4 separate regions of the Mus musculus genome follow, and all the other regions are linked to region 1. A link is a contact called in public Hi-C, HiChIP or PLAC-seq and promoter capture Hi-C data. All regions are on one chromosome and are shown on one strand. Each heading gives the region's core, a stretch centred on a gene start, on an enhancer-like site or on the middle of the called end of the contact. The rest is flanking DNA. Distances are from core to core; before and after follow the strand shown.

Region 1 (6,919 bases), core at 1,766-4,265:
ATTCAGGCAAAGGGACAAGGAGCGTGGTGGTGGAACCAGCTTAGAACACACTGTAAAGGCCCTGCCACCAAGGTGCTAGGAATCCGGGAAGTATTTTCTAGAAACAAACCTATTTTTGCCCATTTTTCCAACGAAGGCAGATGCTTGATTTAGCCTTGTTAAAAATCAAGAAGCATAGTGATGTAAATGACAGGCTTGGAAGCAGTCAGGACTTCAAGCAGAATGTGACAGGTCACTGGCTCAGCCTCTCAGATAACTCTGCATCAGACACAGGCTGCAGAGAACAGCACGGAGCTGCAGCTGCCCATCAGAGCAAGCTCCAGACAAGGAGGAAAGTCGAATGTCCCCAGCAAGAGTCACCTAGCCTTCCATTTCCCTCCAGACAGTGCTTTCTCCCACAAACTTCTCGAGATGTCCTGTATGAGGCCCAGGCCTCTCCTAGGCTGCAAAGACGCTGAAATCAGAGAGCATATGAAAGAAGTGATAAGGGTCAGACTGGATGCCCAGTGTTCACTCTGCCACCAAGAAGCCAGTCATAAAAATGGAATCCGTGGTAAAGCCACAGGATGCTGCAAAGCTCAGAGGCAGGCAGTGGAGCCACAGGTGGTCTTGTCCATGGAAAACTGAGCATTGAAGGTGACAGTAGAAAAGGCACCCCAATAGCACAGAGAAACCAACTCTAATGAGAAGGGGGGAAATAACAGGCCTCAGAGAACAGATGTTTGAATGACACCCACTTTCATTCTGATTGCCTATCCTAGGCTATGTCTCGGGACCAGTATACTTCAAGAAAAAAGCGGAGGGGGGGGGCAGACTAAGAGCAAAAGATGAAGATGACAAGTCCCCTAGAGAAGGTTCTGGCTGACTGAAAGATGAGCCAAGCAAAGACTCAGAGGTTGAGAAGGAGCCAAATACAAAGGTTGGAAGGGAGATCAGAAATCCAAAACCCTGTCAAAAAAAATCGGCTGGCATGGGCCTGAATGGGGCAATACAGGAAAGCTAAATTTCACGTCACAGATGGCTGAACAGTTCTCAGTCTCTGCGAGCAAATGAGCAACATTCAAGGCATAAAAGCTCTCAAACGGTTTACAGAACTATCAAGAATTGGGTGAGTGCTAACCAAAACCTCTGTGGTTCTCAGCCGGTGGTCACTAAGGGGCTTCCTTATGCCTTCTTCATGACTTCTCTCAACATTGTGTCACATATATAAAGCCAGAGGGTCGGAGTCCCTAGAAGGTCAACTACTGAATTTTGGAACTACAAGAAAGAATCACAACAGAAATTCCTGGACACACAGACTCCTTGTCAGTGACTTTTAAGTGAATCAAAGGGAAATGGCTTTAAATTAAACAGTTATATAGATATAGCCCACCAGAATACGTAATTTAAAACTGGTATAAGCTCCTTCAAAACTGGGACTTCCAATCTGATATGGGGAAAGGCCATACATAGACACGTGTTGGAGGGCGAGGGGCGGTTCTCCTTGGTCCTCACTAAAAGCTGCAGCACTACAGAAACCAGTTACCTAAAATGAGAGGTTTGCATTTGTTAGGCTGAATGTATCTATAATCTAGAATTCCACCACAAACACAGAAGCTTGCCCTTCACGGGAGTCATAGCAATCATTCTTATTTCAAAGACCATGGCTGGCCGCGCAGTGTAAGTTTCAAAGCACTTCTGCAGAATAATTCTGCCCAAATAGTTACAACAGATCCACAAAATCGTCCGCGGAAGTACAGAAATCTGTTTCTGAAGGATCGTTGGTGGTCTGAGCACCAAGAGTGACTCTTCTTCAACGAGCCTCTTGTAAAAAATAGGTATACATTTGATCAATGCCTGAACCTTTTGCAAAATGCAATCAATTATTTTAAGTACCTCATTCCCAAAAGGAAGGGAGGGGAACCTGTTATGAGCAACGGGGGAACGCTATTTTGACACAGAAATTGCTTCAAACTCTCAGGTCATTCCTTGCACTTAAGACAAAGTGAATACTAGCAACGGGAAGCCCAAAACATCCACAACATCCCACTGAACAGGTCTCTTTTATGCTATCCTAACTACGCCATGTCTAGCTAAAGGAAGCGTGTTTGTGGGACCACCAGGAAGCATTTACAACTTGTCCAGGGAGGAAAAATTAAAGATAAAAACGTGCCTCTTTCTTCACCGCCCACGATGCCTTCTCAAGAGACAGATTTCTGACAGTTCGCCCGCTGGTGCAACTGCTAAGGGCAAATAAAAGCCTGGCGGTGCTGCAAAGAGCCCACCACCCACCACCACGCGGTTAAGCGGCTCCAGACCCCGCCGCGGGCGGAGAGCCGCTGCCAAGCGCTTACCGGAGTCGGCCCAGCAGTGCCCGGAGAGGGCAGCCAGCAGCAAGAGTCCCAGCAGCAGCGGCCGCCGCAGCAGCACATCCTCGGACCGGCGGGCCTCGGAGCTTCTCACGCCCTGGCAACGCGCGGCGATCCCGCCCGCCCCGCAGAGCCCTTGCTCCCGGAGCCGGTCCCTGGGCTCCCGCGCTGCCGGCTCAGCTTCGCTCGGGCCCTGGGGCTTCGCCTCCTGCAGAGCCATAGGGACTGTTCATACATCCAGGCCGCTGCCTCGTTCCACACCGCGCCGGTGAGCCCAGCCCTCCGCGCACCGCTCCTCACCGGGCATCTCGGGCCATGGCCCGGGAGTCGGAGGGAGGCAGGAGGTGCGAGCTGCTCGCTCGTCCTGCCTCGGTGGGAGGCGGGCTCAATGGAGCCGCGGCTTCAGGCGCGCGGGTACCGGGGTTGCATGGGGGTTCCCACGGTGCGGCGAGGGTGGGACGGGCGGCGCCCCGGTCCCCTCCCCAGGGCCGGATGCTACACCTCGAGCGCGAGGCTGCGAGACACGGAGACCCGCGGACCTAGCTCGTGCAGCGTGCCGCCCGCCGCCGCCCCTGCGCCCAGGTCTCTATCTCTGTCGGTTCACTGGATCGCTAGGCTCTGGCTCCAGCCGCGAAAGCTACTGCAGCTCCGAGCGGCGCCTCATTGACAAAGAAAGCACGTAGCACAGGAGCGGGCAAGGGAGGCGAGGCAGGCGCGCGCGCGCATCCCCGCGCGAAACCACCGCGCGCCCCCAGCTCCCGCGCGCGGGGCTGAACCCTGCCCTGCGCTGGCGAGGTCCTCGTTGAGGGGGACTTTCCTCCGCCCAGGGTTCCCAGATCGTGAGAAGGAAAGGTAGGCTGGGATAGCCCTCTGACCGGAGAAGGGACTGGACACCTAGATACCTTCACGGTCGACGGTCAACGTGCTGAGAAAGCTAGGTGCTCAACCTGCATCTTGGAAAAGCTTTCCGAGGATGAGCGGAAGAGCTTGGTGCAGGTTGTTCACTGCTACTCTGGGGGGCTGGCAGACACCTGCCTGCCAAATTTACCCCCAAAGAACTAGAGCTGTTGTGCCCTATTTGCAATGAAACACTGAAGTAAATAAAACACGTTATAAACATTTGTTGCAGCCATACTATGAGAGAGGCAGTGCATTGAGCTTTGGGACAACTACAGGCATTTCCAAAAAGTCTTTCCCAAATAAGAGAGCTGACTAGTCAGTCTCTCTCTAGTAGGATGAAAGGGCAGAGTCAGCTGAGTTGTCCTTCTGCCCTTACCCTTGTTCTGCATCTGTACCCTTGAGCAGGCTATCTAGTTCGCAGGTGCTTCAAACTCCCTTCAGTCAATAAGTTGTCCACAGGATAGCAGCAAACCCAGCAGCACCCATTGCTTGCCAGCGACTGTGTCAGGGAAAAGCATTTGCACTGACCTGGCCCTGTTATATGCCGGGCCCTATTCCAGACACTTGGACAGGAGCCACAAACATAATCTCTGTAGGTAATAAATTGACTACCAGACAGTGCTTAAAAAGCCTCAGAGAAAATGGTAAGGTAAAATGCTGGAAAGTGGAGATGGAGGTATTGCAGCAGTAAACAGGAGGTAAAGAGGCTTCACTGAGAAGGTGACATGTGGGAGAAGACCAGAAGGAGGTCAAGGAACAAGGCAAGCTGAAGAAACAATCTAAAGAGATCCGTGAGGTCAAACCTCTGAGGCCGGCCTGGCCTGGTGTGTTCCAGGCCCAGCACAGCAAGCAGGGGGATGCTGAGAAATGGAAGCTGCTCTCTCATTCATCCTCTCTCTCTGTGTGTGTCTCTCTCTGTCTCTGTCTCTGTCTCTGTCTCTGTCTCTCTCTCTCTCTCTCTCTCTCTCTCTCTCTCTCTCTCTCTCTCTCTCTCTCTATTACACACACACACATACCACGATGGCCCATGGTTCTGGAGAAGGCTTGTCTCCCCCTCACCTGTGTCCGCAGGACGGCAGTTAGACTGCAAAGCAGGAGATGTATTTGCACACGCTAACTTCAGAGAGCAGGTGTGTCTTATCGTGCATTTCAGATCTGAACTGCAGTAGTGTGGGTTCTTAAAATCAGAAATGCTCAAAAAAATATGAAACACCTCTGTGCCATATCAGCACTCAAAAAAGTCCCAGGGCTGGTGAGACAGTTCATGGAGCGAGGCCACCTGCTACCAAGACCGGCAATCTGAGCTTGGTCCCTGGGACCTACCTACATGGTAAGACAAAAACAGCTCCTGAGAGTTGTCTTTTAATCTTTATCTCCATACTCTAAATGAATAAAGCAATAATTAAGACCTGGGGACGTGAACTCTGAATGACTTCAAATTTTCAGATCAGACACACTCATACACAGGTATCCCCAGACCCAGATGACTCTGAAATGTGCAGCCTTTCTGGCCCCAAAGCATTTTGGATGAGGGGTATTCATCCTTCCCTGGGGGGTTGTGACTGACCCTTGCCCTTTCGTTAAATGTACCGTACCGTTTGGAGTTGTTTTAAGAAACTTACAAGTCAGGGCAGTGGTTGTACATTCCTTAAATCCCAGCACTCAGGAAGAGACAGGCAGATCCCTGAGTTCAAGGCCAGCCTGGTCTTCAGAATGAGTTCCAGGACAGCCAAGGCTACACAGAGAAACCCTGCCCTGAGGAGGTTGGGGGGAGGAATGGCAAATGGTGATCCCTGAGAAGGAAATGGGGACTGGGATGACGGCCCAAAGTCTAGGCACGTTCTGACTGACAGACACAAAGACCACGTGTGCCCAGTAGGGGTGGGGAGGGAGGCAGGAGGGAGGGCTTGCAAAAGTCAACATGCTCATTCAACAACACAGTACATGGAGAAATGGGACAGGAGGAGGAAGGGACATTCAGGACTACTCGTGGGAGGTTCTGGATACATCTGGATTTTTCCTTAAAGAAAGGAAGAAGGGAAGAAAGGGAAGGTGACTCACCCTCAGGGGCACCCACCTGCATGACTCTCAGAGGAGCTAAGGACACCAACGAGGGGATGGCAAGGTAGAACACCAACCTTTCTAGCCACAGCTGCAGCCAGCTGTGAGATGGGTTGGATTAAGACAAAAAAGCCACACTTGCTGGCCCAAGACATAAAAAATCCAAATGGAAAGAGGACAGGATATAAAACAAGAGACACAAGACTCAGCCACATTCTCCATGACAGTTAAAAGAGGAAACACGGGCTCCTCTGCCAGAGGGTGGAGATACTCATATTCTGCCTTGTAAGTGGGATTCTCTCTGTGCTATTTCTTGCCAGACTTAGACATGACACAGATTGCTTTTCAGTCTCTGGTTGTTAGGTTAGAGAGGCTCTGTCCCCCCACAGGCTGGACTTGAGACCAGATACCATCACATCCCTCAAGAAGCTCACAGTCCAGTAAGCAAAGCAGGTGCACAGTGACCACGTTAGAACATGGTAAGCATGCGATGAAGATCTGTGAGCATCACCCGTCCCCATGGGAACAGAGGTATGAGCAGATCACCCCATCCCCCATGGAAACACGGGATATTTCCGCCTGCAATAGGGAAAAGATGTAAGAACACCTAAAGTGGAAGTTTTTCAGGCGCAGCAAATGGCCAGGAAGTCAAAAAAGGTTGCAGCATCATGGCAGGAAAGGGAAGGTATCTAGTGTGCTCAACACAGTGGGGTCTTGGGGAAAAGAATGCTTTAAAGACCCTGCTTTAGGGCAGGGGAACCTCAGTGGAGCAGATGCCAAGAGCCTGAGGTGCCAGGATCCAGACCTTAGCCAGTAAAGGGGAGGCCTGTTTCTGCAGAAGCGGAAATCTTGTGAAGCTTACAGGTGAGTGGGTTTAATGAGACAGGGTCTTACTGCATAGCCCAGACTGACTTACAATACACAGTGTCATGCAACCTAGGGTGGCCTCAACTCAGAGCAATTCTCCTGCCTCCATTTCCAGGGCAGAGCTACAGATATAGGTTGCCATGGCATTTCTGAGTCATTGTTTGGTTAATAGACAAACCAACTCTTGTGTAGACTTGCATTTAACATGGGCCCTCAACTAGCTAGGACTAAGAAAAACCATGTCTCTGTAAACCCCATTTATAAAACCGAAGCGATCCAAGTAGCTCCCACATGGGATTGCTTTAAGGACTGAGTTGATACATGCCAATCATTTAGACGTGCACTTGACACACAGTAAGTGCTCAATCAATCTTATTATATCTTATATGATAATCGCAGCCCTCTTAAACCATAAACTCTTGTATTTAAATATTCTAACCTGAGGCTTTGGGACTTCCTTCAGGGTTGTTTATTGTTTAAAGGGACGGGTGTCATTTCAAGAATCTTTTCATTTTTCATTAAATGGGCAGGAGAGTCATCTCTCAGTAGTGATTTCAGGCCCTGGGCTGAGTTTTCTGCCATTATTCTGGGGCACACACCTCCCAGGCCTCATTTTGTAATGCACAGCTGTTGCTCCCAAAGTTATTTCCCACCAGCATGCCCTCCCATTTTAGAAGCTACGCCTGCCTGCCTGCCTGCCTGCCTGCCTGCCTGCCTGCCCTCCTGCCTACAGCCAGGTGAGT
Region 2 (6,371 bases), core at 3,513-6,012, 200 kb before region 1:
CCTTCAGACTAGTTTCTCTGACTAAAAGTAAAGAAGTTGAAATAGAAGGTGTTGCCCATGTATGTAACCGAGCCTCAGCCCATCATGGTTTAAGGCCAGTTCACGCTCAGAAAAAAAAAATGCCCTTCCTGCAGCAGGCGCACACTACACTGTCATAAGTATCCCAGGTGTTGGTATTCTGTCTGGACTCCACCCCCACAACAACAGCCAGGTAGGCCTGGTCCACTATAAAAGTGGCTGCTTGTCCCCTCCCCTCTCTCTTGTCTCTCACTCTTGCTTTCTGCTTGCTCCCTCTCTCTCTCCATTCCCTTTCCCCCTCTCTCCACATGATCATGGCTGGCCTCTACTTCTCCACTCTCTCCTTCTGTCTTTCTCTTAACTCCCCTTCCTATGCCCTGAATAAACTCTATTCTATACTATACCGTTGTGTGGCTGGTCCCTCAGGGGGAAGGGATGCCTTGGCATGGGCCCGCTGAGGCACACCCTTCCCCCATACCTCCCCCACACCCCCATAGAGCATATCTCCTTATATCTATTTATCTTTTTATGATCGCAACACCCGGTGCGGGGAAGAAGCCCTTGGCATGCATTTGTGAGGCCCGGCTGTACAGGGTTGCAGCAGGTCCTTTGAGGTGCAGTGAGAAAGGCTTTAGACCTTGCAAATCTCCCACCTTCTTCAGGCAACAACAGCAGAAAGGAAATGAACAATTAACCCAGTGCTTTAACACCAGAGAAACTGTGTGTGCACACATGTGCAATGCCAATGTGCACAGTGGCCCCACTGTATGTGTATACATGTGCAATGTCAATGTGCACAGTGGCCTCACTCTGTGTGCATACATCTTCAATGTCAATACTCACAGTGGCCCCATGTGAACATTTGGCAAGATGGAGGGATGGCATTTTCAACCCCATCTCCTGTTTTTTGTCTGAGATAACGCTCTTCTCTCTTACCTACTGATCAACGGTCTATTATCTCTAATTTTCTTTGATAAAATCTCTCACGGATGTGGCAGATTTTTTTTTTTAAGTCAACTAGACTGGTTGCCCAATGAGCCCTGGGATCCGTCTGTCTGTCTGCGCAGTACTGAAATCACAGATGCACGCTGGCGTGCTTCACCTTACACGGGGCCATCCCAGGCTTTCATGGCGAGTACTTTACCAACTCAGCCATCTCCCGGGGAAGTTGACTGACATTGACACCACCTAGAAAGCAAGCAGGGGGCTATTTCAAGCTTGCTCACAGAAATCAATGTCATTTCAGAGTCTCTAGTGGCCAGCTCCTTGCCCGAGTGACAGTTCACTCCTCTCCTCTCAGTTCACCCTCCTCTTATTACCCCGACAACATGGATCCTAATGGAAGTCGAAGTGTGCGGGAGTGCAGTATAGAAAGGCTGCAGGCTACACTCATGATAGGTTGGGGAGAAAGGAGGTCATTGTAGGTGGGAAGATGCTGTGAAAACTCTCTAGATGACGTGGATTTTCCATCACTGAGACCTGGCGTGTGCAGAGGTACAAATGGAGGCCACTGGACATGAGCTGTACTCAGCCTGCCGAGGGATCATTGAATCCCTGTGGTCCAGCTAGACTCTCCACCCAGGCCATGGGTGCTTACCTCGCCATTGAGCGCTGCTGAGGACTCCTGTCCCCTGTCGGAGGCAGGGTGCACTACGGGCAGAGCTGATGGTTTGATAGCGATGAGCTGCACAGATCCAGAAGAGGTGTCAAAGGGATCTGCTGCCGCCTTGCCAGCGCTGTCAAAGAGACCTGCTCCCTCCTCTTCATCGCTCGCTGTCACTAAAGCCAGGCACAAACACGTGGGGTTTAATACGTAGGGAGCTACAAGATTGAGATATGAGGGATCTCTAAATGCAGAGTTATCTAGTTATTATAGTATCAGTAAGTAGGGAAGAATTTTAAAGGTTGCAGTTAAACAGAAGAAAACAATTCTTTCAAAACAGGGGCAAGACACAGTTGAAAACAATAAAAAGTAAATTCATTCTCTGTTTAAATAAATGAGAAAAGTGAATTTGGCCAAACCTGCATCTATTAAGTCTGCCCACAGCCAGAACAACAGCATTTAGTCCAGTCTCTGCTGATAAAGCGGCCACATTTTGCACGATTTTAAGTGACAAGTTTGCCCAGGTCAATTAGCCACATGTACTGCTGTGGTTATATGCTCTCGCACTCTTCCTCCCCCCTCCCTGCCCCAAGGCTGTTTCTCAAACGACTTAGGTTTTTCATTCTTTTACTTGTCTATAACAACAGAAAGCTATGAAATAACCACCACCAGAGAACTAACTCACAGCCACAGACAACTCCTCTAATTACACGGACTCATTGCCTCCTACGTGCTGGTAAATTAATTCTCCCATCTGACAGAGCATTCTGCCGTGCCGGCTGCAAGACACAAGTTGGCTTTGTGATTCCATAACTAAGCTGACAGAAGGGGCTTCAAGTCCAGTCATATCTAGCTGAGTTACTTGTTTTTAAATCGTATTCTCATGAAGTAGATAGAAGAAGGACAGCTTATTGAACGGGCTCAGCAAGATAAATTAGGCCTGCTTAAGCAACTGAACTAGGAGGCAGTTTGGAAGCAAAATAGGTGTTACATAAAATATGAATGTAACTGAAGTGCGTCCATCTTTCCTCCTACCTGCTCAAGGGACCTGGGGTGTTATTTAAATTATTGAGAAACCTGGTGTGTAGATCTCGCTGTCATTTATAATCACAGAAGATCTGTCAAATTAAATCAAGGAAGTACTTATTTTATAATGTATCTAGAACAACTTACAGACCAGGAGTAAGTAAAAATTCATAGATGAATTTTTTTTTTAAGTTTCATGGACTGGTTTGCAAATACAAGGTCACCAAAGCAGCCAATGACAGAGGAAAATCTCTATCAGAAATGTCACCACATGCATATGTATTTTTAGAGGACAGTTTTACTGCATCTTATATACTTGGCCACCTTCATCACCTACTTCCTGGTCAACTACTGCAAAAGCCTTCCATGGCTTTCATTTCCATGGTGTCAGGTCTCCACACTCCAACCTGTGGAGCTTCCTGTAGGCTGTGCTGTGTGCTCCAGCTCTCCTGCTTTTGTGAGCTGTCACCCGTGCTGGGGTGGACTTTGGTGATGAGCTGTCTGAGAGTCATTTCTGTTCCTGTAAGAAACCCCTCACACTCATGCAAGCAATCCCCCTTTCCTAGAGATAATAATGCATTGGCTTAGAAGTTCAAGTACCTGTACTTGTTAAGAAAGACATCCTATTTGTCGATTTTTATTTATTTATTGGACAGGTATCCTTGAGCATACGGCAATCTTCTGCCTCAGTTTCTCAAGTGCTGGGATTATAGGCATGAGACACCACCACACCTGATATCAAGCTGGTTTTGTTGTTTTTCCATTCAACATCCTACCTATTACACCCAACTTTTTCACTCTATTTAAATAACTACATGAAGTGGGCTCTAGAATTATCTCACAGCTAGGCTAATTAGTGAAGCCATGGAACCACAAAGACCCACACCAGCCATTTTGCTGGTAAAGCATTGTGCTTTCCTTACTTTATAAGTTCATATTCACCAGAGAACAAGAGTCAGAAGCCACAGATGCAGAAAGCCTGGTGGAAAACAAGAATGGTCTGTACACTAACATTTACTAATTAACCCTAGTTACCCCAGCTCTAGACTGGACACTAGACCACTAGGCGGTAGTATCTGAATAGTCCACAGGGGCCATATTTGCATACAAAGCATTCAGCTCTTTTTGTAGCCTGTCAGATGATGAAAGGTGCACTTCTGTTTTCTCCACAATTCCACTGTTGATTTCGTCCTTCCCTTGTTCCATCCTCCAATCCAACGTTGTATTAACAATGTTCTTATTTAACTCTTATTTCATGAGTGAGATGAAACATTTAAGTATCCCAGGAGAATCAGTCATACACTGAATTTTTCACTAATTAATTAGGGGATAGTGGGGGCTGAACCTAGGGAGATGCAAGCATTCCACCACTGTGCTGTGTAATTTTGAAGTAGGGTCTCACTAAGTTGTACAGGTCAGCCTCAGACTTTGGGTCCTTCTGCTTCAGGCTTCTAAGCAGCTGAAATTACAGCTGGACACAAAACCACACCCAACAGGGCTGATTTGCTGTTTTAGTATAATACATTTTTTGTTGTTAGTGTTGTTGGTTTTTTTAAATAACAAACTTGTTAGTCAGACTCACCAGTACACAATGAACCCCTGAAACTTGTTAAGGGGTTAAGGGAAGGAAGTTGGGGGAAAACCTCCAAGATAGGGATTTTGGAAATCTGTCAGTTTGTTGGACTTGGTGTTGAAAATCATGTCATTTCACCCAAGAATTAGAAAAGGCTCTAAGCAAACATCACTTTTTTCCAAAACAAATTTTCCCCTGTCAATAACTTCCTTATAAATAGGGGGTCGAGGAGGTGAGACCAATTCATGGAGAAGGATGCAGCAATCACTCAAAGTTCACAAAAGACTCCAGGACTCACAGGGCAGAATAGAGACACCTGGGATGGACGCACACTGAGTGTACGTGCGTGTATGTGTGCAAGCATGTGCGTGCTTACACAGGAGAGGCAGGGAAGGTACTAGATGGGGCAGCGTCTCACCGTTTCTCTTTCTGGACTCCTCCTTTGTCACTTTCTGCTGTGTCATTCCATTCTGGGGTGAGCGCCTCCCTGAGCTGGGCTTTCCTGATTCGTTGCTGATGACAGAGCCATTCTCACTGGGCGACCTGCTGGAGGTAACCATAGCAACAGGGTAGACAGTAAGTTTCGAGTAGAGCAGCCTCCTCTCAAGGTTATTTTATTTGCACAGTTTATGTCTGTAGCCTTTCATTCCAGTTTCAGTGGCAAAGAAGAAATGATCCAGGAGACAAAAGAAACAAAAGCCACCTACAGTCGCACTCACCCACACACTCTTCCCTCCCAGGTGAGGCGCCTGGCTGGTTGTTCTCAAGTACATTCACTGTTCTGAGCTCTCTGGACAAGTTCAGTGAGCCCAGCCTGCAGTTGCATCTCTTGTTTCATTAATCCATCACCTCAATGACTTTGGAAATAGCAGTGACTCTGTCTGTGTAGTGTTCCTTCCCTTCACACAGCTCTCTGGATGCTGAGTATTTTGGTCACATGAGCATCTTCAGTCACGCATAAAAAGCACACAACTCTTTGCCTATTCACCACAGCACTGACCTACGTGACGGCTACAGATTCCATCTCCTCACCACGGGATCTTCACGCTCTCAGAGCTGCACACCTGCACACTCCTGACTAGTCATTGCTTATATTTTGAAATATAAGCTAATTTGAGCTGTACATCCCTCCAGGAAAAATATTTTTGTTGCCTTTTTCTGGGCAAAGCATCATACGAAACTATTGACATCTGAGACCAAACATCTGGGGGACCCTCTAGGTCCCAGAGACTGTGTTGAGTGCCTTCAAATGTTGTCACTGGTCGTAATAATGGTGGCTGATTTGGAGATGGCTCGCCTTGGTCAGAAAGTGAGAGATGTGAAAGTCATGGAGGCCGAGAGTAGTTTCCAGGACTAAGCAAGGTGGCAACAAGTCACCCTCACCTCAGACCCTCCTATATGTCTCAGGCAGCAGCCTCAGATAGGAGCAGATCACAGGGCCTTCATTCCTTCTTCAGGGCTGGACTGTCACCTCTAGGACTCTGGGAAAATGGGCTCCTGACTGCTGCCTCTGGAGGTGTGCTCCCCCTCAGCCCACCTTGGGGTAAATAGTGAAAAGGCTGACCTTCCTGTCAGGGCTTGGGAAATGTTCACTGCATCCTTCTTTGGATGCCTCTAACTGAGGTGGCAGAGGCTCTGGTCAATTCTGCCATGTTTTGTTTCACTTAACACAGCATCTCCCAACTAACATGACTGAGAAATCGTTAACATTTTACCACGTTAGTACTACAAAGACTGTATGTAGGTGGGAAATGTGGATCAGACACTAATTGATTGAATGCACATTTATTACATATATAATTATGTACCCAACAGCTATTTGATCACTGTATGCTGCTGGGGGTCGGGGAGGGGGGAACACACAGAGACAAAGAGAGACAGAGAGGAGACATAAGCCCTTGAATTGTTTAAAGAAGCTGAAAGCTAACAGCGCCTACTCTCCAGCTGGCTTTATTGGATAAAATTGTTTTCATTTAACTCTGGGGTGGGGGAAGTATTTTGTAGTCTATTTTACATTTGTAAGCTGCTTAGTGATTTTTGTAACATTTTCATACCCTTTCTCTATTTGATCCTGAAAGAATTTTCTGATGTTTCTCTCACTCTGAGGAAAGGTGTCAATGAGCACATTTCTGCAGAGAAAAAAAAATCCAA
Region 3 (6,703 bases), core at 350-2,849, 160 kb before region 1:
ACAGTTTTAAACGTGGGTTTTGTTTTTTTTAATAAATTGAGTGTGATGTTTACCATAAAATTAAGAGTTTTGAAAACAGAATGACAGTTGCCTCAGGTATTATCCATTACCACCTGCAAGGTATATCTTCTTTCAATCATCTTTACCCAGGAACACATATTTTGTGTATATATATCTATATACATGTAAAGAAATATACATGCATATTCATACAGATGTATGTATGCAGAGTAGATGCTGCTTTGTAATCTCTTCATTTCTATGCTCAAGTGGGTTGCATTTGTGTCTGTGCATGCCTGTGGGCGTTTGTGTGTGCATGCATGTGGAGTTTGTATGGCTTGTTTGTATGCATGTGTATATGCATGTGTGTGTGTGTGAGTGTGAGTATGGGTGTTTGTACATGTGTGTGTTCATGGCTGGAACCTAGGGCTCTGTGTATGGTAGACAAAAAGCTCTACCCATCTAAGTGGATCCCCAGCCTCCCTTCTGTTATTCATGGTTATAAAACCCAGATTACATACAGTCTACCATCTAAACCATGCTTTACACTAACCAATACACAGGTCATGACTATGCCCAGCACCACCTCTGTCTCTCATGGACTTCATGCTGTGAAACCGTATTCTTATGTGAAGCTATTTTAACCTTTGCATGCTCCCCTGATCCCTGCAGCTGTATCAGTGTCCTGTAGGACTGGGGAGACAGGCTAGGGGAAGACCATTTCTCCAACACGCACAAGGCCCCAGGTCACAAAAAGTTTTCAAAGAAGCCAAGAAAACTGCTTTTGCTACATGGGAGGTGCAATTTGGTCCTTCCAACGTATGTTCTCCACTGGCTCTTCTCTTAAAATGACTAACCAGGGAGCTTCAAGATGGCACAGGAACATGGCCCCAAAGAACAACAACCCACCCAGTGAGCAAGCTGGGAACTTTCCAGCCCTTTTAATTACTTCAAAGCACAAGCCTTGGTCCATAGACTATTTGCTTTTAATATACTTCTAACCCTTGCATGTCTTTAAAACATGAACAAAAACATCAACCAGTAACTGAACAGAGGGGATGCCAAGGCCTGCCTCCTGGCCTTGTGCAGGCAGCAGCAGCAGCAGCAGCAGCAGCAGCAGCAGCTCACTGGAACTTAGCAGGCTATTTTTGCCACTACCACTTACTAATGGCAAATGATCCTGATTTACTAATTAATTGTCGTGTATTAATTGCATTGTGCTACCATAAAAGTATCAAAAGAAACGTGCTAAGTTTACAAAGTGCACCAAGTATGTTTAAGGATTCGTGGCTGTTGCAGTGGTCCGTAATTATGTGCAGAAAAGCCAAAGCTACAGGGGTCATTGGAAAATGGCTGCGGGTCAGTGGAGACCATAGCAGGCAGATGAAGGGAAGCAGTTACATGGTTAACTTTTGAATTAAAAATGTTGATGTCCCCAGCGCAGGGATCACACAGTGAAGAGTGCTTTCCCCTCCTTCTCACCCTTCCTTCTTCCTCTCAATTTCTTTTTTTAGAATCCTAAAAGAGAGACTGACAATGACCAATAGAGGATGTGCCAAAACCTCATCCCTGGTCCTCTGTGTGACGGGTGGGGTGGGACCCCTATCCTGAGTGCAGCTGTCACCCAGACCATCGAAAGAGGAAGCCAGATGATATGTTTAAGTGGAACAAAAGGGAGTTCGCTGACTGCCAGTTGCATTTACTTGGGATGAACCCAAAAGACTGAAAAACAATGCCTCCGTTACTTGGCTGTGCCATTGAAACCAGCCAGCAGTTATTAGGCAGAACTTGGCATGAAAGTGTTTGGAGGGAAAAATGTTTACTTCCCTGTCTGCTGCTGGCACACCAAACAAAGTGGAACTCTTCTTACAGATCTGAGCAATTTGGGCTTTTGTTGTTGTTGTTGTTAGTAGTACAAATGATTTCAGGGTTGAACTTTTGAGACAGAATCTTACTTAGTCTGTAGCCCAAGGTAGCCACAAACTTGGGTCCATTCCCCCTGTCTCAGCCTCTCATGTTCTGGGATTATAAACACGCAAATGTCTCCTAGGCTTTATTATACCTGCTACATGTCTAGACGTAAACAGTATTTATTCAGGCAATAAAGAGAAAACAAAAGGAAAACAGTGATGGGCACCTTCTAGAGGATAATAAATATTCCTCAAACGATGTAACAGTGGGACATTGTTTTAACGTATCAAAGCAATATAAGGTAATTAGTCTCAGGTTTTCATCTTGAGATGACCTTCTCCAGCCACAAGATGTTAGCTACCAGCCAAAATGACAAAAATATTCCACTTTTGGCAAGTGTGGGTGTGGCATCTACCAAGGAGGAAGACATCTACTCCCACTCTGGACCCAAGAGCTGCTTGAACAAAACTGCATTTAGAAAGCAAGGCACTTACGTGAGCGGAGACGTCGTTCTGGTGGAAAGCCTTCCGCAATGCCTGTGTGAGCCCTTTGGTTACCCCAAGCTTCAAGGACTCGCTGCTCTGTATTCTCCTCTGAGTTAGGAAGAAAACTGTGGAGTGAAACAGAAGCAAGAATGAACCGCATAATAAACAAGCAGCCCCCCAGCCTCTATGTCCGTCAAATCCAGAGCACAGCTGAATAAGCAAAGGTCACCCAATCAGGTGACAGGCTGGGAGAAGTGACTATTGGTCCTAATTAAGGCCCAAGCCATATATGGCATTCTAATGCCAAAGAGCTGGTTTGCTGATGGCAGTCCATTTCTAAACCATGCTGCCTCGGTCCTTGAGGACCAGCCCCTATATGCCTGGTCCCCAGTGAGTCAGCGTGCAACCACATTTCTGTAACAGCATCTGTTGACAATGTGCTTAGAGATGGATGGTCCCTGAGCTGGATTCTACAGCTCTAATCAACCCTGGGTCCAGAAGGGAGAGGTCAGGTCCACTTCACAGGTGGGGGATGCAAACGGCACCAGTGACAGAATTTAATAGTCGCTATGAGAACAACAGAGTTGTGTCAGGGCTTTTGGATACAGGAAGGTTTCCATGAGGATTGGTGTTTCCAAGGGCGGCAGCAGTCAGCTAGGCTAGGGTGGGGGAGACTGTGACCCCTCCCCACACACTCCCAGATCCAGGAGAGGCATGGGGGTGGGGAGGAGGTGAACCTTGTCAGTGTACGTGTTTAGTTTGGTTCTAAGGGAGATGGAAAATAAGGGATTTAAAACAAAGGAATGCATTCTAGAAGATTCTCTGGACTACAGGCTGGCAAACAGATTGAAGAAGACAGGTATGAAGACAGATATGTGTATAGGGTTGCAGAAATTTCAAGTAAATGATGGTGACAGCAGGCACTAGGCAGGTGGCAGTGGGGGGGTGATGGAGCAAAGGGATATTCAGTAGTGAGAGTGGGAAGAGCTGGTGTCTGGTCACCATGGTCCGCCAAGGCTAGTGCCGGGGCAGGGAAGAGGAGCCCGGAGGGTGTTTCTGAATGGAGCGGGACTGGGAGAAGGTAAGGATCTGGAGAGGGGAGTGGAGGATAAAACCCAGATGGCATAATTTTGAGAAACTGAAAGAGATACTGTATTCTCTGCTGCGCCTAGCTTCACGATTTCCCATTTTAGAATAAGATATGTCTCGAGATATAATTTCCTTTCTTTCTTTGTGGGTCGAGGAGGAAGGCAGGACGTGAGCACTCAACACTGGCGTGCTCTTTCAAATAATTTGTCTAATGCTTTTTATAGAAAATACTGCTACACTACTGGAAGCACGCTATGCCTGCTAGGCTTGCTGCAGCCGGGGAGTGGGGCAAAGGAGAGAGCAACCCCACTTTGCTCATGGCTCCAGTATCACCAGCCCCAAAGAAATTACCTGACATCAAAAGAAATTCTGGCTTCCTCCTGTGTCTTAACTGTCTACTTGGCCTCTGTCGATTAGGAAAGTCTTTCTGAATGGTGTAGGACTTCCCAAGACTTTGTGTTAAATGAATCACATTGTTTATTCATGTGAGACATCCCTGGTGTACTTCACCAAGCACGCTGCATTCTGACATTCCCTGACCCACTGGAGTACTTGGGGTTTTCCTGGGCACCTCTGACGTCAGAACCAATCCTGAGATTAGAATCCATGTCATCTAATGTTCCCTCCTCTGAAACTAAGAGTTGAGGTCTCTCAACCTTGACATATGGATTAGTCTGTTTCTGCCTTCCCACCTCATGTGTGTGCGTGTGCATCCATGTGGCACGTGAGTGTGCATGTACATCACACACTCAACTGAGTGCAGGTGCATGTATGTATTCAGTTGTGTTCTATGTATGTCTTTGCATGTGGAGACCAGAGGACAAGTCCAGGTTATCCCTCAGGTACTACCCACCTTGTTTTTGAGAGAGGGTCTTTCACTGCAGCTCATCAAGTAGGCTAGATTGACTGGACAGTGAGGCCCAGGGGTCTGCCTGTTTCTCCTCTCCCCCAGCTCTGGGATTATAAACTATCATACCAAGCTTTTGAAAAACACGGACTCAAAGAGGTTACCTTGGCTCCTTGTGTTAAGCACTTTAGCAACTGAGCGTTGTCCCCAGCTGCAGACAGTCATTACTGAGCACTGGAGAATGTTAAACATAATTCTAAGTGCCTACAAGTTCCAAGTACTACTCCCCTCCCCAAGCGTGACAACTATAATGGCAAAGCCAAGTGCCTCTTGGAAAGGGCGGGCAAGAGTGTGCCTGATCGACAAGCACTGATTTGGCACTTTCTATCACATCTCTGAAGTCAGGACTGCAGAACAATAAGACAGTGACCTCTTACCTGTCTTCACTAGGAACTTGTGGGACATCTGACAGTCCAAGTTGGATGCCATTCTGCCAGTTGTGGCCATTGCAGTAGACACAGCCGGAAAAGCAGCATCTGTGTTTCCTGTCTGTAAAGATGGCAGCCTCGTGGCCTTTACTGATGCCGTCATGGACGTCAGCGCAGCTGTGATTGTCAGTGGACGGGGCGTGGATGCTCTGGGTGTGTCTGGCCTGGTAGGATTAGGGAGACCAGTGTGCATGGCTTGTGGCTTCTTGGGGAGGTGTGTTGTGGACAACAGGCCGGACACAGAGCCTGTTGCCCCTTGCATGGCTGTGTGTGTGCTCAGGCTGTGTGCTGTCCGGGCAAGCATGTAGGTTGGTGTGAATGGGAAGGCTGTGTGGATGGTCCCTGCTGTCACCTTTGGGCCTGATGCTGCCTTGTTGGTGACGTTTTTAGCTAGAGCAGTGGTCAGACTGCTCTTGGCTAAGTTGCTGCTGCTGCTGCCAGTGCCCTTAGCAGTGAGTGCTGCAGACAGTGGCGCTGGACTTGATCTTCTCAGAAACAATGTGGTGGTGGCGGTGGCTGCTGCAGTTGCTGACAGTTCTCCTTTGGAGGACACAGAGGTTTCCACTGCAAAGAGAGAAAAGGAAAAGTTTGTCACTGGACCGGGATGCACACACCACAGTCTTGATGATGAAGGAATGTCGCTTATGAGCTTGCTAGTGTAAGAAGTCTCTGCATTCCAGACTTGCAGAGGGGAGAGCTCAGGGAAACAGCTTTAGGTTTATTAAGTCAATCAGCCATAACGAGAATGCCGCTTACAGCAAAGCCATGGTTGTTGATAACAAGGACATATATTCTGAATACTTTCAAAAAAAAAAAAATCAGGTAGGCTGGATGGATCGGCGCCTGCCTGCCTGCCTGGAGCTGCACCTCACTACTGAACGAGGGGAGGCAGGTTGCTTCAAAGCAAAGCTGAGCATCAGTGTGAAGCTTGAAGATGCTTTGGCCGAAAAAGCAGTCATACCTGTTTTCTGGGTACCAGGAAACAAACTACCTGTGTGAGTGGCTGCACCTGTCCATTTCTTGGGACGCCGGGAGGTTCGCAGCACTTTGGAAGGGGTCCTGGAAAAGGCACCGGTTGGTACGGAAGGTGAGGCTGTAGATGAGTGATATTCCAGGACACTCTGGAATTGTGGGGAGCCATTTTCCCCTGGTGATAGATAGATGTCACTGGAAATGTGTGAACCTGCGTCTGTTCCATCTGAAAGCATTTGGTGCAAGCTAGCCGCAGAAGCTAAACTTGGCCAGGTTGGCCAAAAAGGATGGGCCGGCCGGATGGGCAGTTGTGACATAGGATTTTGACTTGTGGAGGAGTAGTAATGAACCATTTCTGTGTCAAAGTCTCTGGCATGCTTGCCTGTGGGCGGGAAGTCTGTGTGGCTTTCGACTACGGCCTCTTCTGAGGGTTGGAGAGGCTGGCTGGTCCTGGGACTGAGGACTGGGTCCTGGAAGTTAAAGCTGTCTGCAGCCACCAGCTGCCCAGCAATCTCTTTGAAATTCCGAGATTGTAATGCATTGGCAGCTGAAGTTGTACCACCGGGAAGAGCCACTGAAGCTGGACGAAGTTCCCGATGTGTGGAGTTAATTGTATGAGTGTTTACATCATGATTCGTTTGCTGCTGCGAGCCAGATATCCCCGATTGTGTGGCGAGGGATGCAGTTTCTGCTGAAAGAAAGCTCCAGAAAACATCTGTGGCTGCTGGCTTTCTCGTGCCTCCCATTGTTGGGAGACCATGGACGTCGGTGGAGGAGGGAAGTTCTGTCACCTGTTTGGAAGCCGAAGCTGGCAACTCTGACTGGCTTGTGACAGCTGCGAGAGACTCCAGCTTGGTACCGGAAGAGCGAGGAGAAGCAGCTTGTGTGGTGAGCGCGGATGATGGAGGTGA
Region 4 (6,643 bases), core at 2,713-5,212, 220 kb after region 1:
CTGGCTGGAAGAGCCTCACTTCAAGTCCTGCTTAGGCCACAAAGCAAGTTCAAGGTCAGGCTTTACAATTTAGCCTTGGTGTGTATGTGTATCAAAATAAAGACAAAGGGTTGAGGGATATACATTAGTGGTAGAGTGCTTGCTTAACTAACAAGTTTAGTCTCATGTACCACAAAAATATAGCACCAAAAAAGGTATTTATCTCCTAAAGGACATCTTTAGAATACATGTCAGTAAGACGCAAAGATCCTTGAGGTGCAAAGCCTTTTTCAGTAACATTGTTCAGTTTCTCAAGAACTTTAAGATGTCTGATGTGTTTGTGTGCATGCCTTCTTTATTTTCTCCCTAATAGATGACTATTTCATTTTGGGCTTTTAGTCTGCATTCATATGTGTATCACGTGTGTACCTTCCATCAGTTCTCCTGGAACTGGAGTTACCAGGAATTGCCACATGGGTGCTGAGAATTAAACCCAGATCATCTGGAAAAGCAACCAGTGCTCTGAACCCCTGAGCCATCTCTCCAGCCCCAATTGTGGATACTTTTTATTAGCACACAATATACTGTCTTAGGTATTTTTCTCCTGTGCATGAAAGTGTTGAAGTGCTTCCCCAACTTGCTTTACTGCAGGTTTTACTCCAGTGAGTAATACATTTCACCTCCAGTTGTATGAATATAGATTAAATTCCCAGAAGTGTGGGACTAGAGCAATGGCTCAGTTTGTTAAGAACATTTGGCTGCACTTGTAGAGGATGTGAGTTTGATAGCCAACATTTATATGGTGGCTAACAGCCATCTCTAACCCTATTTCCAAAAGGTTTGACATCCTTTTTTGGCTTCAGGCTTGTACTGCTTCAAGAGCACACTCACCCAACAAGGGAAATGCTTCAGGCTGCACTCAGTACAGTGGCACAAACAGATCTGCGCAAAACATTTATACACATTTTTTTCTAATTCCTAGAAATAGAAATATTCTATCAAAGGCTCTAGAAGATTTGTTCGAAATTTCTCAAGTCCAAATGGTTCTCCATTCAGGCTGTTAAAGTTTAAAATTCTAGTACAACTGATAATCTTTGACAGCACCCAGTTTCTTAAGTAATTTTTAGACAATGTGTTATTACACCTTTTAACTTTTCCAGTACTTTGGGGTAATAAATTATTTCACATAATGAAATTGTCAAAATATATCTGGTAAATTAAAGGTCATTTCAGGGAAGTTTTCATTTACATTTTCTCTTATAAAGAAGATTGAACATATTTTTGTATGTTGAGAGTCCTTTCAATTTCTTTCTCTGATAGCCAGTTTATCTTAGTTCATTTGGTCATCTTTTCCCCCATATTTGCACAAGCATTGGGTTAGTCAAAGGAAATTTTCAACTTTAGTACAACTTTATTAGAGATTTTGAGGGTTTTTTGGAAGTGGAGGGTGCAGAGGGTTCAAATGGTCTCATGCAATTCAAGCTGGCCTAGAACTTATTTAGGCAGAGGGTGACCATAGACTCCTGGTAATCATTCTTCCTCCTACTTCCCAGGTCCTAACTTTGCAGGCATGTCCTGGAGGCTTTGCTTAGAAGTTCAAATGCTCTGGCAGTATTCTAATCATCAGTGTGTTTTCATATGTATTGCCTTTGCTTGTTTTTCTCATGTCAGTTGTGGGAGGGATCAATATGGGACTTAAGCATACTTATTGACATAAGTATTTTTCAGCTAGATGTTTTATACTTTTTATGTTGTTGGTCAAACCCCTAAAGGTCTTTCTTATTCATTTATTTATTTATTTATTTATTTATTTATGTTTTAATTGTTACTATTGTTTGTTTGTGTGTGCGCACACACCGACTACACATGTGGAGAGTTTGGAGATCATAGGTCAACTTTATGGAGTCAGATCTCTGCTACCCTTAAGTTGCTGCCGGAATTGAATTTGCAGTTAGGCTTGTGTGGCAGGTGCTTTGTCTGCTGAGACATCTGACCAACTTATGATCATTTTATTATTACCTTTTAAGATTTTTATATTTTTACAATTCAACACCAGACATGAGAAGATTTCAGTGTTCCTGTGAAATACTTTAGTATAGTTTTTAAAGTACCTGTCTCTGCTGGTTGTTTATAACTTTCTTTTCTTTTTTTTGATGCTGGCCAGTGCCTAAATATGCTTTCCCTAACACTTTGGGTACCCTTCTCTTTGGGAAAGTTTCTTTCCTCTTGCACGTGGCTCTTTATCAGCTGTGCCCCTGACCTCCATGCTTAACTGACATGGCATGGACTTTTCTTCACAGTTGCCAAAGTTTACAGCTTGTTTGCCTTGAATTTTAAAATCCGGAATGTAATTGTTCTTGATCTCCTCCCTCCCTCCAAAAAAGAAAGTTTGTGAGAAAGACTTTGACTTCTTGTGAGACTTGGGTCATTTTATGGAAAATGATCGACATTAAAATCATGATGAAATCTTTCAGTAATTAGAGATCTTTTGAAATAACTATTATATACAAAAGTTATATTTTGCTTACTAACATTAAACATTTCAATTCTTGTTTTTCTATTGGTAATCAAATGCTAAGTAATAGAATCTGGTTTTCCAAAAATATAACCCACCCTATACAATGAAAATCTTACCTGTACAATATTTGTCTCTAGATTTTATACTTTGTATACATATTGTGGTAGGACAGTGGAGTATAGGGAAGGGTCAGAGAAATGGTTTTGTACGTATTCCCCTGGCCTCATCAGGATTAGGTAATGACTGAGAAAGAGCTGCTGGTACTCAATTCAATACTATGCAATTTATTTTTCTGTTATTTTTATTATGATAATTTGATCATCAGATCCATTTTGGATTCACAAAAAAGTTTACATTTCCTTTTTTTGTCTTTGTTTTTCTTATAAGGAAAGTTTTTTAGTTATATTCCACTTTCAGTCTCTAATTTCTCCTTTTTATGGCTAAGAGATGTTTCTAGAACTAAAAACCGTTTCTATTCAGTAGAATGAATGAGTAATGGAATTGACTTTTATTATACTCATGTAAATATCTAAATCATGGAAACCTACTAGATGTAAGACTCCATTATGCAAACTTGTAGTATAGCTCAACAGTTAAAAAGATACCTTCAACCAACCCTGACAACTGAGTTCAATCCATGGGGTCCACGTGGTGAAAGGAAAGAACTGATACCTGCAAGTTGTCCTCTCAACTTCCATACATTAACATGTGGCATGTCTGCACGCATGTACAAGTAAAACAAATTGAAGAGAGTTTTTAAAGCTACTGTCTTAAGAATTAAAGACCTTATAATGAACTTTTAGAAATTTATACATTTTTACATTTCCTGATGTACTTAAGACAGTAGTTTATGACTATGCATGCTAACATATGCTTCCTTTTAAATTATTTATTTATTTTTGTTTTGTGTGCGTTGATGTTTTTCCTGCATGTATATCTGTGTGAGGGTGTCAAATCACTTGGAACTGGATTACAGACGATTGTGAGCTGCCATGTGGGTGTTAGGAATTGAACTCTTGTGCTCTGCAAGAATAGCCACTGCTCTTAACCATTGAGCCGTCTCTCCAGTCCTGTGACCTATGCTTTTAATCCTTGTAGAGGCTGCCATATGTTGGTGAGTTCAAACCCTGTCTCAAAAAAAACAAAACAAGATATTGTATTTTATAAGTAATTTTGGCCATATTGCATAAATATGAATGTTCGCATGTATGGGTATGCAGACAGCTGGTAGAGTTTTAACTATATTGACTTAGTACTGTCATACACTGTTGTGGGAGCTACAAGAAAACTTAAGAAATCCTAAAGGGGTTTGTGTGGGGGTCAAAAGATGACTTGGAGTTCTTCCCATCCACTTTGTTCCTGCAGCTGTGCTGCTGCACGCTTCAGGCTGGCTGGCCTACTACCTTCAGGTGGATTCTCCTGTCCCCACCTCTCCTAGCACTGTCCCAGTATAGAATTACAAGTGTGTGTCACTGGCGTGTATGAGTTCTAGGTTTAAACTTGTATTGCTAGGCTTTTGTGGTCGGGGCTTTTACCTGCTGAGCCATTTCCCTGGTATTCATGGTATCTCTATAATTACATTGAGCTGTGTGTGTACATGTTTTAATCATAGCACTCAGGAAGCAGCTAGATCTCTTGAGTTCAAGGCCAGCCAAACCTACAAAATAAGACCCGGAATCAGAAGGAAAAAGAGAATGATCTTGAATCATTTGTTTTCTGATGAGTGAGCAGAATATCCTTGGATGAGTTAGTGGACAGACGTTGACCATCACAGACTTTCATTCACACTTATTCCTGAAGCTAGTACATGGATAAGTAATTGTAGGATCAAAAGACTAATTTTAAAAGGCAAACATAAGATTATACTTTCAGGGATCATTACTATAGTTTATTTAAAAAGCAGACATTATGAATGGTACCAAGTAAAAGGAAGATGGGAGGAAAAGCTGAACCTGTTCTAATTGTTAAAAGAAAAACTATTTCGCACCTATGTGTCTGTCTTTTTATCCGTCTATCTCTTTCCTTTTTTTAGACAAGGATTTCATGTCTATCCCAGACTGTACTAAATGAATTCATCATCCAGGTCTGAGCCACTACCTAGCTACCTTTAGCCTTTAACCTAATCACTCTAACTTCTAGGCCTATAAAATCTTGATACTTTTTAAAGTATTATTATTAATATTAGGCTAGAGAGATGGCTAAGTGGTTAAGAGCACGTGTTGCTCTTGCAGAGGACCAAAGGTCATTTCCCAGCACCCATGGTGGCTCACAACCATCTATAACCCCAGTTCCAGGGCATCCAACAATGTGTGTGTGTGTGTGTGTGTGTGTGTGTGTGTGTTTGTGTGTGTGTGTGCAGATAAAATATTCATATACATAAAATAAATTTTTAAGGGTTTTTATTTCTGTCTGTATGTGTACATGCATGCATGCAGCCACAGAGACCAGAAGAAGATATTAGATTCCCCAGAGCTGGGATGAAATCCAGTTTTGTGCCACCTAATATGGAACCTGGAAGAACAGCAAATGCTCTTAAATGCTGAATTAGTCTCTATACCCCACTTCTTAATGCTTTTTTGGCAGCTTTTATTTTTCCCATGGCAGAGTATTTTTCTGGTGCTGGGAACTGAACGCAGGGCCTCACATGCTGGAAAATACTGTTTCCCAGTTAAGCTGTAGACATGGTAGCATACTTTTGTATATTTAAAAATTCACTTGTACAGTTCATACTGCTGTCTGTTTCAGGTGAATGCTAATTAACCAGTTTTATACATTCATTATTTCCAGTGTTTTGCTTCATTAGAAACAGCTGGATGTGGTAGTACATGCCTTTACCCAGCACTCAGGATTCAGAGGCCAGCCTGGCTTTCATAAGAGCTTCAGACCAGGGCTGGTGAGATGGCTCAGTGGGTAAGAGCACCCGACTGCTCTTCCGAAGGTCCAGAGTTCAAATCACACCAACCACATGGTGGCTCAGGACCATCTGTAATTAGAGCTCTGACTCCCTCTTCTGGAATGTCTGAAGACAGCTACAGTGTACTTACATAAAATAAATAAATTAAAAAAAAAAAAAAAAGAGCTTCAGGCCAGACGAGTACACACCTTTAATCCCAGTACTCAGGAGGCAAAGGCAGGTGGATCTCTTGAGTTTCAGGCCAGCCTGGTCTACAGATATAGTTCCAGAATAGCCAGGACTCCACAGAGAAACCCTATCTCAAAAACAAAACAAAAGCCAGCCAGAACTACATAGTGAGACCCTGGGGGCAGGGTGTGTGTGTGTGTGAATCAAATACAGCTTTTCAGTACTTTTATACATTCACAATGTTTCTTTAAGCCTACCTTTTATAATTTGTACTTCACTATCAAAGATGGCTGGTAAGATCTTTCAAACTGGGCTATATTATGATACTTTGGAATGTTTTTTAAAAAATAGCTAATACGTATTTTGGGTACAAGGAATGGGACTGAATGTATAACATTGGCACTGAAGATGATTACGTTATTTGATGAGCATTTAAAGGTATTTGTAATTTAGTTATCCCTATAATAAAATCAGAAAACTAGGTGCATAGATTGAGAGGATGGGTGTTGGATCATGATTCAACTGTTTACTTAAGAGTGTTCAAGTAGCAGTATTGATTTTAAAAAAACATGGAATATTTTAGAGTATGGATATACTGTTAAGATTTTTAATATTTGTAAGGTTTATTTCATAGTTGCAGGTCTTTGGTGATTGCTAAGTTCTTGAGTGGGAAAGTTGCTTTTAAAAGTAGAAGAATGTAAAGTCTGGAGAAAGCTCAGCTTGGTTAAGTTCTTTTTTTTTCATTTAAAGATTTATTTTATGTATGTGAGTACACTGTCACTGTCTTCAGACACATCAGAAGAGGGCATCAGATATCATGACAGATGGTTATGAGTCACCATGTGGTTGCTGGGTATTGAACTCAGGACCTCTGGAAGAGCAGTCAGTGCTCTTAGCCTCTGAGCCATCTCTCCAGCCCCTAGTTCTTTTTTGTTGTTGTTTGGTTTTTGTTTTTTTGTTTTGCTTTTCTTCTTTTTTTTTCCCAGTTAAGTTCTTAATAAGCATGCACAAGTCATAAAACATGGCAAACATGTAATCCTAGCACTGAGGAGGCAGAGGCAAGA

The links. Promoter capture Hi-C pulls out the DNA fragments that hold promoters and counts their contacts. A called contact is a pair of places that touch in the nucleus more often than the background predicts. HiChIP or PLAC-seq counts read pairs in DNA pulled down with a chosen protein or histone mark.
Region 2: a contact with region 1 is called in an H3K4me3 HiChIP or PLAC-seq map of forebrain, with 7 times the contacts expected there. The contact joins the enhancer-like site here to the promoter of D430041D05Rik in region 1. A contact is called at or near these places in 11 of 39 promoter capture datasets (the 3T3-L1 cell line, 3T3-L1-derived adipocytes, the HPC-7 cell line and 7 more), 5 of 484 Hi-C or Micro-C datasets (the G1E-ER4 cell line, cerebral cortex, cortical neurons and 2 more), 13 of 115 datasets of contacts at active chromatin or transcription factors (SST interneurons, T-cell acute lymphoblastic leukemia, VIP interneurons and 7 more) and 3 of 9 other capture datasets (adipose tissue, liver and pancreatic islet).
Region 3: a contact with region 1 is called in a Hi-C map of cerebellum, with 2.0 times the contacts expected there. The contact joins the enhancer-like site here to the promoter of D430041D05Rik in region 1. A contact is called at or near these places in 13 of 39 promoter capture datasets (the 3T3-L1 cell line, 3T3-L1-derived adipocytes, cranial neural crest and 7 more), 12 of 484 Hi-C or Micro-C datasets (the C2C12 cell line, CD4 T cells, the N1E-115 cell line and 8 more), 9 of 115 datasets of contacts at active chromatin or transcription factors (the SCID.adh cell line, SST interneurons, VIP interneurons and 6 more) and 3 of 9 other capture datasets (adipose tissue, embryonic stem cells and liver).
Region 4: a contact with region 1 is called in a promoter capture Hi-C map of trophoblast stem cells, with 2.3 times the contacts expected there. The contact joins the enhancer-like site here to the promoter of D430041D05Rik in region 1. A contact is called at or near these places in 2 of 39 promoter capture datasets (the C10 cell line and trophoblast stem cells), 1 of 484 Hi-C or Micro-C datasets (bone marrow-derived macrophages) and 1 of 9 other capture datasets (liver).

The regions. Positions count from the first base shown.
Region 1 is chr2:104,407,596-104,414,514 of GRCm38.p6, forward strand. D430041D05Rik (RIKEN cDNA D430041D05 gene) reads right to left here and starts at 3,016. Exons shown (of 21, transcript NM_001368844.1): 1 at 2,334-3,016. The coding sequence starts at 2,568. Gm35606 (a long non-coding RNA gene) reads left to right here and starts at 5,928. Exons shown (of 3, transcript XR_374847.4): 1 at 5,928-6,530; 2 at 6,819-6,913.
Region 2 is chr2:104,203,444-104,209,814 of GRCm38.p6, forward strand. It overlaps D430041D05Rik (RIKEN cDNA D430041D05 gene), which reads right to left. Exons shown (of 21, transcript NM_001368844.1): 13 at 4,639-4,766; 14 at 1,616-1,797. Among named protein-coding and RNA genes, the nearest start is that of Gm22501, 22 kb to the right of the region's middle. Within about 2 kb of position 4,763, at least 77 of the 459 cell types and tissues checked have an H3K27ac peak or open chromatin away from gene starts, as enhancers often do. A contact at or near this core is called in the G1E-ER4 cell line, SST interneurons, cerebral cortex and 5 more, where this site is marked.
Region 3 is chr2:104,250,187-104,256,889 of GRCm38.p6, forward strand. D430041D05Rik (RIKEN cDNA D430041D05 gene) reads right to left here. Exons shown (of 21, transcript NM_001368844.1): 3 at 4,770-5,384; 4 at 2,406-2,521. Among named protein-coding and RNA genes, the nearest start is that of Gm22501, 25 kb to the left of the region's middle. Within about 2 kb of position 1,600, at least 8 of the 459 cell types and tissues checked have an H3K27ac peak or open chromatin away from gene starts, as enhancers often do. A contact at or near this core is called in VIP interneurons, cerebellum, neural stem cells and 1 more, where this site is marked.
Region 4 is chr2:104,626,144-104,632,786 of GRCm38.p6, forward strand. All of the region lies in intron 3 of Cstf3 (cleavage stimulation factor, 3' pre-RNA, subunit 3), which reads left to right. Among named protein-coding and RNA genes, the nearest start is that of Cstf3, 39 kb to the left of the region's middle. Within about 2 kb of position 3,963, at least 5 of the 459 cell types and tissues checked have an H3K27ac peak or open chromatin away from gene starts, as enhancers often do. A contact at or near this core is called in trophoblast stem cells, where this site is marked.